Regions from separate parts of the Sus scrofa genome. Here region 1 is linked to region 2. A link is a contact called in public Hi-C data. All regions are on one chromosome and are shown on one strand. The core of a region is the stretch at or near the end of the contact, and the rest is flanking DNA. Distances in the headings are between cores, read along the strand shown.

Region 1 (5,197 bases), core at 275-2,774, 220 kb after region 2:
ATTCCTAAATAATCCTTTTACAAGACTCCCGCCAACTTTATTTTGATACATTAAACATGTGGAGCCTATTTTAAAAGGTCTTTAACACTGACTTCATCAAAACAGCTTCCTAGTTGTTCTTCTGATGTCTTCTTTCTCAAGTTTTCAAATTGTTTTTAAGCCAACTTGGATACTGATGAATGTGAGCCTCTATGAAACGCGAAAGAAGCCTTTTGCCAAACAAGATGGGCAAATGTTCTAGATCTGCTCAATCTGACATTAGAGGTCATGCGACTTGAAATATGAAATAACCATTTCCAACACTCCTTGAGCCCTTCATTTTAAAAATAACTTTAGGGCTATTTTCACACTCTCTGTTTAATAATATTTTTTAAAAGGATGTTAGGCTCGGTTAAATTATAAAAAAAAAAATCGATCTGGCACTTAAAGCTGGTGAGTCTATTCTTCATGAGCTTCTGGTAGATCGGGGATACTGACGATAGCAGTTTCATTTAAGAGCTTCACTGGTAAAAAAGAATGACATTCAAAAAGGATAGCTGGGGAAGGCAAGGAAGAGAAGCCCGGAGTGGGCTAAGAGAAAGAGAAACGTTTTAAAGTCACTAAGGAGGAAAGAGGTAGTAAGACGCATAAACAGAAGAGCGAGAAAGATTTAACAAGGAAGTGAAGTAGAGCACAGAGGGCAGAAGCTAATGAGGAAAAGGTAGTGTTTTCAAATAGGCATGCACCAGGAAGGGACGAGTTAAGGCCTGGAGTAGCCCCAGCGCTTTCAGGTGGAAGAGATGCTCGCAAAGAACAGGGACAAGCAGTTTACTCCTAGGCGTTGAAGCAAACTAAAATTCCCTGCCCCAAGCCTCTCCCAACCTCGGCCCAGCGCGGAGGCGGTGGCTGGGGAAGGGGCCTAGCCAGGAGCCAGGCCCGGCGTTCGCTCCTCCGGGCTCCGCGGCCAAGGAAAAGAGGCGAGGATTAGGCGGGCAGAGGTTCGAGTCGTGGCTCAAAGGTACCCCGAATACGGTCCAGGGCCTTCGCGGTGCCTGGGAGCCGTTTCCCCTGCGGCGGGGCGCCCAGCGGCCTTACCTGGGGCGAGGGAGGGAGGGAGGTCTAGGGCGTCCGCTCGCGCCCGCCGCAGAGTCCCCCTGCTGCACTGAGCCCAGGCTTCCAACGGAGGCGCGACCCTGCCTCAGCCGACGGTTCCCCCTCGGGGTCTCGGCCACCGCCTCCGCCGCCTCCGGGGCTGTTTACACCGTCGGGCCCCGCACGCCGCCGCCGCCGCCGCTGCCGCCTTCTCTCCACCCTAGTGCCGTTGCCGATTCGGCCGCCGCCACCTCCTCCGCCGCAGCCTCGTCTCTCTGGAGCATCTTCCAGCCACCGAACCCTGAGAAACAGAGACTCCAGCCGCGCCGGCAGGAAACTCCCCCGCAACTGCTAGGGGGACGAGGCGGTCAAAGCACCGGCGGCTTTTCCGCCATTGAGCAGCAGCCGCTCCGCTCCTTCTGCAACCCCCTCCCCGCTCCCCGTTCCTTCCCCGCCCCTGGGCGAACCACGCCCCCAGCTCCCACCCACTGCGATGCCGCGCGGCCTCTCGCTGTACCCAGTTTGCTGGCAGGCCCGTCAATCAGCGCCCTCCCTCCCAGTTCCACAGCCCCGGTTCCTCGCTACTTAGTTTTCCCCGCCTACAATGCCCCGCCTCTGGGTTCCTAATTTCCCATTGGGCACCAGTGACCACCTTCAATTGGCAAGGTCAACTATCCATCAAACACCGCCCACTGAGTGGGACCCAACCTTTCTTTACCATTTACTTTATTCAGCCCCGCCTCTGCTATACCTCCCAGACGCCAGGGACCAACCCACCCTAACAGCCATAAGTAGAGACCGTTGTCAATCAAATAACGCCCACCTGCGCCCCGCCTCTCAAAGCCTGAGCCCTAACGATTTACTTTTCTTATTGGTCCAAAGGGTGGCCCAAAATCTCAGTCATTGGCTTTCTCTACATGTCTGTCACGGACCAATTTCCAAGTCCGTCACACCGGCTTTTTTTAAATGAACGCGCAAAAGGCGGGGAAGTATTCGAAAAGCGATTGGCTGGTCTTCGAAAACGGTCAAACCCATAGAGTCTGTGCGGACCCTTCTCGTTCAGTGAGGACCGTGCCCCTTTATTTTTGACCTGTAAGCCTTGCGTAAAGCAAACGCCATAAAGGAGCCAACGGGCTGTCCAATTATAGGTGTGGAGGCCTAGTCCCGCCTGGAATTGCAGGGGGTTGGCAGCTGATTGGCTAACAAAGTCCTACTAGGCCCTCATTGGAGGATATAAACGCCTCTCTTAGGCGTAAAGACTGGAAGGGATGGTGCAGGCGAGGACAAGAAGCGATCTAGGGAGAGGCGGTTGTTTTGCTTCAGCCGGCGGGTGGGGCGCACGCGGGAGAGGGAAACTCAGAAGGCAGGGCTCTGGAGGAGGGTGGGTGTTGCGGGGAGGGGAAAGGCCCGGATGTTCTCTAACAATGAAATCATCGCTGACCAATCAAAGCAGCTAAACTGGTATACCTGCCTGACCTGTCCCCAGAAGGGAAGAGAATGAGTTAGAGAGCGGGAAATTTTGGAGAGGCCAAAAAGCAACGTGAGAAAATGGGACAGGTGATTCCCTTGAAGATTCTGTGCTATTAGGGGTTATTTTATTCCTTCTAGGCCTGCACTGCCTGGCCTTCAGCCCTTGACATTTACGTGTTTTGTTTCACAGTCAACGTTGGTTTTAGAAACTCTCGGCCTAGTCTTTGATCTTCATTCGCTCTCACAGTTATTGAACGCCTGCTATTTGCCAGGCTCTGTACGTCGAGATGAAGTACACCAATAAATTAGCTATAAGATGATGGGTGCTATAACTGAAACGTGGAAGAGACGGCGGTTACCTAAAGGAGCTTTCCTACGAAGGAAGGCTTCACAGAGATACAGGATGAGTCTAGGATGAATGATTCAATAGGCAGATGAGGGAAGTGGACATGATCCCTCCAGCAATTGCATTAGACTAAAAGGCACTGCCAGGTTAATCTGCACTTCCACCAACCCCAACAAGAGAAAGAAAACTAAAGTGTACTGAAGGCATTCTAATACCTTGATCCATTTTTTAAAGCTGTTAAATTTTTCTTTAATATAACTGATGAAGTTAAATATATTTTAATGCAACAAAAAATTATAATGGGGAGTTCTCTGGTCGCTCAGAGGGTTAAGGATCCTGCATTGTCACTGGGGTGGCTCAGGTTCCAACCCCGGCCAGGAACTTCCATGTACCCTGGTATGGTCATTTAAAAAAAAAAAAAAATAAGTGTGAGTTCTCTTATGCCTACAAGAGATAAAATGTGTTACTAATAAAGTGCCGCTGGATTAGACAATGCCATTTCAACTATTTCCTTTCTGGAAAAGAGGACAATAGTAGTGTAAAAAACACAAGAGTGCCTATTTATAGTAGGCAAAAAAAAAAAAAGTCTTCTCAAGAAAGATCACAATTATGACATAGGTTAAGCTGTATAGTCATCACTGAAAAATGTTCACATCCAGAGTTTTTAAAAAGTGCAGTCTTGAACTAAGATAAACTTAAGTCTACCAATACCAAGACATAGTTTTAGGGACTTTTTATAGGTAAAGGAACCTCTCTTTCAATTGTAAATTGGTTTCAACCTGTTCTAAGGAGAGAGGAATAGTGATAAATGGTTAAGTTTGGCAACAAGTATGTTTTAGGCAGATGAAAGCATAATATGCATTACCGTATGATGCATCTTTCACGTAAGGAAAACGTGCTAATGAGATGTATACAGCACTTTTCAGGCACTTGACCTCAACTGGTAGTTAGGTTTGATGTTCAGATGTTTGTTTAATGAAAAAACATTAAATTATGTAGGACTTCAAGCCATGTTCCCACAGAACATCTGTGTTCCATAAGCTAAATCCACATGTTTCCTGCTAACATCAAATAATGCCATATACTCAATTCAGAGAAAAAAAATTAATAGATTAAAATTAACAGATTGAATTTTCTCAATTTTAAGCTTTTCCACAATAAATTACTCGTGTGAATACTAGGAGTAAAAAAACCTTGAAAGTGTGAAATTTTATGCCTAGACAATATTTGAAAATCTTAAACTGTTAATTAACTCAATATAATATACTGTTTATGGAAATATAGTTTGCACATATACTGCTTAGGAGTCATTTTTTATATTAAATTGATCCTAGCTCATATTACGGAATTTAATATATAGACATTTTAATTTTCATTCTGTTGTCCCTAAATGTGTTTGAAAACTACCACATCAATATCTGGCTCTAAAACTATCTTTGGATGGTAAAGAAATGCTTTCAGATATATTATTAAGGATTTTTTTCTTTCTTTTAGGACCACACCTGCTACCTATAGATGTTCCCAGGCCAGGAGTCCAGTCTGAGCTGCAGCTGCTGGCCTACATCACAGCCACAACAATGCAGGATCCAAGCCACATCTCTGACCTACACCACAGCTTGTGGCAATGCCCGATCCTTAACGCATTGAGTGAAGCTAGGGATTGAACCCACATCTTCATGGATACTAGTTGAGTTCTTAACCTGCTTAACCTTGAATTTCCTGCTGAGCCACAACAGGAAATTCAAGGAGAAGGTTCTATTCTAAAATTTTAAAAATACGGCAATATTCCAGTAGGGATGTTATTGATGTTCCCATTTTATTCTTGAATATTTAGCATATAGTTTAAGTATGCTGATATTAAGGATTCTTTATTTGTATGTATCACTATATTGCAATTTGGGAAAATTTTGCAATATACTTTCAGGCAGTTAGCTTTAAAATGAAACTGCAGTTCAGAGTTCCTGTCATAGCTCAGCAGAAATGAATCTGACTAGCATTCATGAGGATGCTGGCCTCGCTCAGTTTCTGTGAGCTGTGGTGTAGGCTGCAGATGTGGCTTGGATCTGGCATTGCTGTGGCTCTGGTGTAGGCCGGCAGCAACAGCTCTGATTAGACCCCTAGCCTGGGAACCTCCATATGCCTTGGGTGTGGCCCTAAAAAAAAAAAAAGGCAAAAATAAGTAAGTAAAAAGAACAAACATACAAAGCTATGTATGCACATGTACAAGCTGACATTATGCTATAGCGAAAAATTGTGTCCCCAATTTTATAGCCTAAACATTTTATTACATCTATTAAAGATATCATGCTC
Region 2 (5,643 bases), core at 2,435-4,934:
CATTCTCCTAGACACAGCACTTGGTTCAAACTTGGACTATGAGAGTTGTTTGGAGGAAATGATTCGGGTGGTGGTTGGAAAAGGATTATTTCTTCCAGATCACTAGCTGGCTGGATGATGAAGCTGACAATAGCTATCTTTGCCAGCAAATAATGAGACCTAACAAAGGGGAAAACAGAACAATATCCACAGCTCCTACTGATACTGATCCATGGACTTCCAGACCTCATCTGATTTAAGTGAGCACTAGACTCAAAAGTCAGCAATTTATCATGTGATAACTCAACTAGGTTTTCTCTCAAAAATGTTAATTGTTAAACATAGAAAATACGGAACATTTGTGGTGAAGGGTCTTGAGATAGCATTGGCGCCCTAATGGAAAGACAGAATTGTGAGGGAGAAAACAAGGAGACATAAGCAAATGTCACGAAGATGCCCAAAAGAGAGAGAAAGAGTGTTGCATATCTCTAACTCAATTTAGATTCCTCACAGTCTTCCAGTTCTGGATTCTTACAAGATGCAAGTGGACTGTTCATTTGAAACTACTAAGAGCCTGAAATGTTTAAAATAGATGGGAGTTCCTCTGTGGGTCAACAAGTTAAGGATCCAGCATTGTCACTGCAGCAACCATGAGCACAGCATGTGTGTGTGTATGTGTGTATGGCAGATTCAATTATTAAAGGAAAATATTCACTCTGCCCCTCCTCCCCCCCAGGAAAAAGTCTACTTCTCTCTCCCCTAACTTTAGGCTTGGCCAAGTATCTTACTTCGGCCAACAGGACATTAGTAGGGGCTTAAAATGTGTTTCAGTGGTTGGGTTTACTCTCTTATACTTCCGTCATCATCATAAGAACATATCAGCCAAGTTCTGAACATATCATCAGAACATATCAATCCCAGGATTAGAGGCATGTGCAGTGTAGAGCCACTCAGCTGATCAAAGCCTATGTCAGTCAACTCCCAGGCTGCTCACCAATAGAATAAATGCTCACTATTGTATGCATGACATTTTGATGGTATAGTTGTTTGTTACTAAGCAATAGCTAACTGATAAAATACAGTGAGAACAAGGTGCTATAGGCCACATAAAGACTGTCTTTACTCTCAGGCTTTCCACAACAGCATCTACTAAAAATCAACTAGCTATACATTGTGCAGAAGATGGAGATTAATAAAATATAATTTTTTCCCAGGAATAACTTCTATTGTCATGAGAAAGATGGGCTCTGATCAAATGATCTTAAAATAATGTGATATGGGAGTTCCTGCTGTAGCTCAGCAGTAACAAACCTGACTAGTATCCATGAGGATTCGGGTTTAATCCCTGGCCTCGCTCAATGGGTTAAGGGTCTGGCGTTGCCATAAGCTGTGGTATAGGTTGCAGATGCAGCTCAGATCCTGCATTGCTGTAGCTATGACATAGGCCAGCAGCTGTAGCTGCAGCTCAGATCCTGCATTGCTGTGGCTGTGCCATAGGCCAGCAGCTGTAGCTCTAGCCTGGGAACTTCCATATACCATGGGTGCCGCCCTAAAAAGACCAAATATATATATATACATATATATATACACACACACTATATGGGGTTCACCCACAGAGTGAGCTACAGATCCCCAAGAATCAATGAAGTCATCCCAATAAGTTCCGATTGATCATTTTAAAGTGCTCATTCACTATTTTTATAATTTAACTTTGACTGGTGTTTACTTCACTATAGACAGTTCCTATGTAATGATCTATGAGGACACACATTTTATTATCCTATGATACTATCTGTAACATTAATAGCAAAGCCAGATCATTAAGACTCTGCAGAGACTTTCAAAGCATCAGCAAGGAAATGATCTTTGCATTGTGTCATGACAACACTGGAAGGCCACTGTATGAAAAGGTGACTGGAGACAACTGCAAATAAAGTAACTCCCAAAATACTAAATGCAGGGTCTCAAGTAAAGTGGCAATAGCTGGGAAACTTATGGAAACACAAGTCAGAAATAGAAAGTGGTTTTGTTTTTGTTTTTTGTCTTTTTGCCTTTTCTAGGGCCCCTACAGCCACATATGGAGGTTCCCAGGCTGGGGGTCGAAATCAGAGCCATAGCCACTGGCCTACGCCAGAGCCACAGCAACGCGGAATCCGAGTCGCGTCTGCAACCTACACCACAGCTCACAGCAATGCTGGATCCTTAACCCACTGAGCAAGGCAGGGATCGAACCCACAACCTCATGGTTCCTAGTCGGATTCGTTAACCACTGCGCCACGACGGGAACTCCAGAAAGTGTTCTATTAAATAAAGTTTTTAGCAGGAGACCCAGGCAGAAGCATAACACTGGGATAAACAGATTTCACTTCAAGCAGTTTGAACAGGGCGTCAGTGACGTCATATTAGAAAATTTTCAAACCTGTACACGGCTGAAGTTACCGGTAACAGAGGCAACTCTGAAGTGCTAGATGATAACCGTCATCAAACAAATCAACACACTCGAACTACTCCACCTTAGCGAGAATCTCGCTGATCATTTCAAACTACGCGTAACTTGATGGAGGAAAAAAAAAAAAAAAAAAAAAAAAAAGGAGGGGGGCGGGCAGTTCTTCCAACTCCCTTCACTCTCCGCTCCACGGAAGGAACCGAAGCAACACGTGCAATATCACAGTCCCAACACAGTCAGCCACGCTGATCACCAAGAGGGGCGATTCTGGGCTAGAATCAGGCTGGGAGTTAAGAAGCAAGGAGAAGAAACCTGGAGAAGAAAGTTAAAACAGAAGCAGGAAAGGAGAGCAGTGTGGGATCGAGAACTGCGGTCCTATCAATCCTACTGGCGAACAAGGAGAAACATCCCTCGGATGCAGACTAAGATCTAGAAATGGATCTTCTACTTCGATATGAGTTTTCCAGGACTCAGTCCTGACTGGACCCTCCCCGCCCAAAGCCACCTGATGCCTCCCTTTGGAAGGGACGCCTAGGTGAACCAAAGGGACGCTTTTCAGGTGGTTCCAGGAAAAATTGTTAGGGAACTCCCGGAGCTGCTAAGTAGAGAGTAGCTGCGGGTCGCTTGCAGGGTATCTGCGAGGGGAGTGGCCAGAGGCAAAGGTGAATCTTGAGGGCTGTCTCTTACCTGCCGCAGGAGCTTCCACCGGGCTGCAGCCAAAGGTGCCGCGACTACGGGTCCCCGAGCGGCGCTACCCCTTGCCGGATTCTCGTTCTTGGCGCTCTCAACCTGGCCGGCCTCGGCGTCTGTGACTCGAGGCTCCATCCCGCTGGAGCCGCCTTTATCCGAGAAGCCGCAGCCACAGCTCTCCCCTGCCAGGACCTCGCTACTTTTTCTCTATCAGGACCTGTGACGCTAGGCCTCCCTCCCACTGCCCAAGCAAGAGCGCCCTCCCCAAATCCTGCATTTCCGGCAGTCACGTCTCCTTAGCAACCAGGGCAGCGCGGCTCGCGTCACTGCACCATTTTGCTGGTAGCCATCTTTAGTGAGGGCAGACTGGAGCGTGAGGGACCTGTGACAGACTTGATAGGACACTACCCCTCTTTGTTATCCTCTCCCCTGTTTCATCTAGAGGTCTGAGGACTATCAAAGAACCAAAAGGCTTATATCTTTGAGGGCTTAAGAACCCAGGAGGAGAAAAATTCATCATTGACCACAGTAAAGATGGCGGAACCTGCTCAGCGCTCGTGCTAGATGGGACTTACGTAGACGGCGTGCTGCAAACCAGCTCCCGGCGCCTCTGGGTAGGTTGTTCCGCTAGCTGCAGAACGCAGATTTCGGCTGGACACGACGGTGCTTGGAGCTGTGCTGCTTTTCTGAGAGCTTCGGGTTCTCCGACCTGGCTTTCACTCGTTTCTGTGTCTAGAGCAAGACCGACTTTAAATTTGCGTACGTATTGGGAGGGAGGTGTAGGCTGAGGGTCTTTTCCCTTCATCCCTTCTGCCCCCCACCAGCCTTTCCAAGGCTCTTGGTCCTAGCTTTTTGATTGATGTCCCTTCACTGCGTGGCATGTGGTACCACTCCCTTTCGCACTCAGAACCCCTCATCTCTCACCTCATTTCATTTCTGGGGTGGAGAGTTGCATAGGGAAAACAAATAGGTTCTCCCAGGAACACCCATTCATCTACCCCACCCCCATCCCTAACCCTGCAGGTGAAAGATGGGTGGATTGATGCTGCGGCACGGATGTAGTGATTTAGGGCCTATTTTATTTTATTTGCTTATTTTTGTTAGTGTTGTTCCTGTTCCCCTATTGTAACTCTCCCTTCTGAGTCTCTTAATTTGCTGCGACATAGAAAAAGATTAAGAGGACCAGGGGCGTCTTAAAGGATCCGAGCTGTGCTAAAACTGACGCAGTATTGTACCTCTGATACCGAGGGTCATTTTGTGGAAGAATTCCATGATGACATTCAACAGTGTGCAACGTACATAGGTTTTTTTTTTTTCCAATCCTAAAAATAGTAGCCAAAAATAAAATAAAAATAGTTTATCGAGTGGTAGCTACGTGCCAGGTATTGTATTAAGATCTTAACTTTAAATTGTCTCATTTTATCCTTAGAACAAGTACTCCGTAGAGTAAATGGGTCATTATCTGATTTGCAGATGAAGAAACTAGGCACAGGTGGTAAGTGTAGAAGTGAAGCCCTGAACCCAGGTTTCTCTGACTTAAGTACTCACTAGCCTTACTTTGTTAGGTTAATAAGAACCAGCTTCCTAGAAGAAAACAGAGATGGTGGCAAATTTCATTTGTGAATCCTGAAGTTGTTGTTGTTGTTGTTTAATTAAAGAATTAAACACCTTTTTAATATTAAAATTGTTATGACCAGATAGACTTACTACTTACAGCCCAGGTAACTTGAAGCAGTTACTTAAACCTCCTTGAGCCACAGTTTGCTCACCTGTAAAATCAACACTGTTATAGCTATTCTGTTAGGGTTCTATGACGTTTAAATTGGACAAAGTATATAAACACATCTGGCACGTAGCAAATACTCAGTAAATACTAACACCTTCTCCTCTACCTTTTTAAGTAATTATGCTTTTCTGGTTTATTCTCCATATACATACCAAAGATAAGTTCTGAGTTATGTAAAATCAAAGCTAATTTGCCTTTTAAAACCCTCAGAATTACTGAGATGCCTCTATTAAGTCTGTGTACTTGTTTGCAAGTTTTTATTTTGTTTTTTTTGTTTTGTTTTCTGCCTTTTTTTTTTTTTTTTTTTTTTTTTTTTTTTAGTTTGTCCATGTGTGTACCAGAATCAGTGCTGCATAGTTTGAGCCTGATAGGATCGACTTTACAAATAAGACCTCTAAGTCACATCTGCCAAGAAGTATGATTGGAATGAAACTTTAACTTACATGAGTTTTCAGATATTTTTAACCAGAGTTATCAGCTGTCTGTAGTTATTCCTAACCTGAGGGGTTCATGACCCCAGTGGCAGAGGAAAAGAACTACAGATCTTAGATACTCTGAGAACCCACTACTGGGTAAGCATTCCTAGGAAATCATTCATGTGCTGGCAGTCCCAAAGGGAGCATAAACCAAGGACTTTGATATCATGCGGCAGAAGAGCAAATTATTTTTCCAAGCTTTGAAATATAGTATTCCTCACCTTGGGAAATGCATGCAGAAACAGCACTTGAATCACTGTAACTTC

Evidence for each region. Hi-C and Micro-C count contacts between places; a contact is called where the count stands out from the background.
Region 1: a Hi-C map of skeletal muscle shows a contact between it and region 2, with 5 times the contacts expected there. The contact joins the promoter of PPM1B here to the promoter of PREPL in region 2. A contact is called at or near these places in 4 of 47 Hi-C or Micro-C datasets (alveolar macrophages, heart right ventricle, liver and 1 more) and 2 of 2 datasets of contacts at active chromatin or transcription factors (alveolar macrophages and skeletal muscle).

The regions. Positions count from the first base shown.
Region 1 is chr3:96,315,754-96,320,950 of Sscrofa11.1, forward strand. It overlaps PPM1B (protein phosphatase 1B), which reads right to left and starts at 1,525. Exons shown (of 7, transcript XM_003125179.4): 1 at 1,075-1,525.
Region 2 is chr3:96,088,630-96,094,272 of Sscrofa11.1, forward strand. It overlaps PREPL (prolyl endopeptidase-like), which reads left to right and starts at 3,685. Exons shown (of 14, transcript XM_005655233.3): 1 at 3,685-3,874. It overlaps CAMKMT (calmodulin-lysine N-methyltransferase), which reads right to left and starts at 3,399. Exons shown (of 10, transcript XM_021088302.1): 1 at 3,113-3,399. The coding sequence starts at 3,250.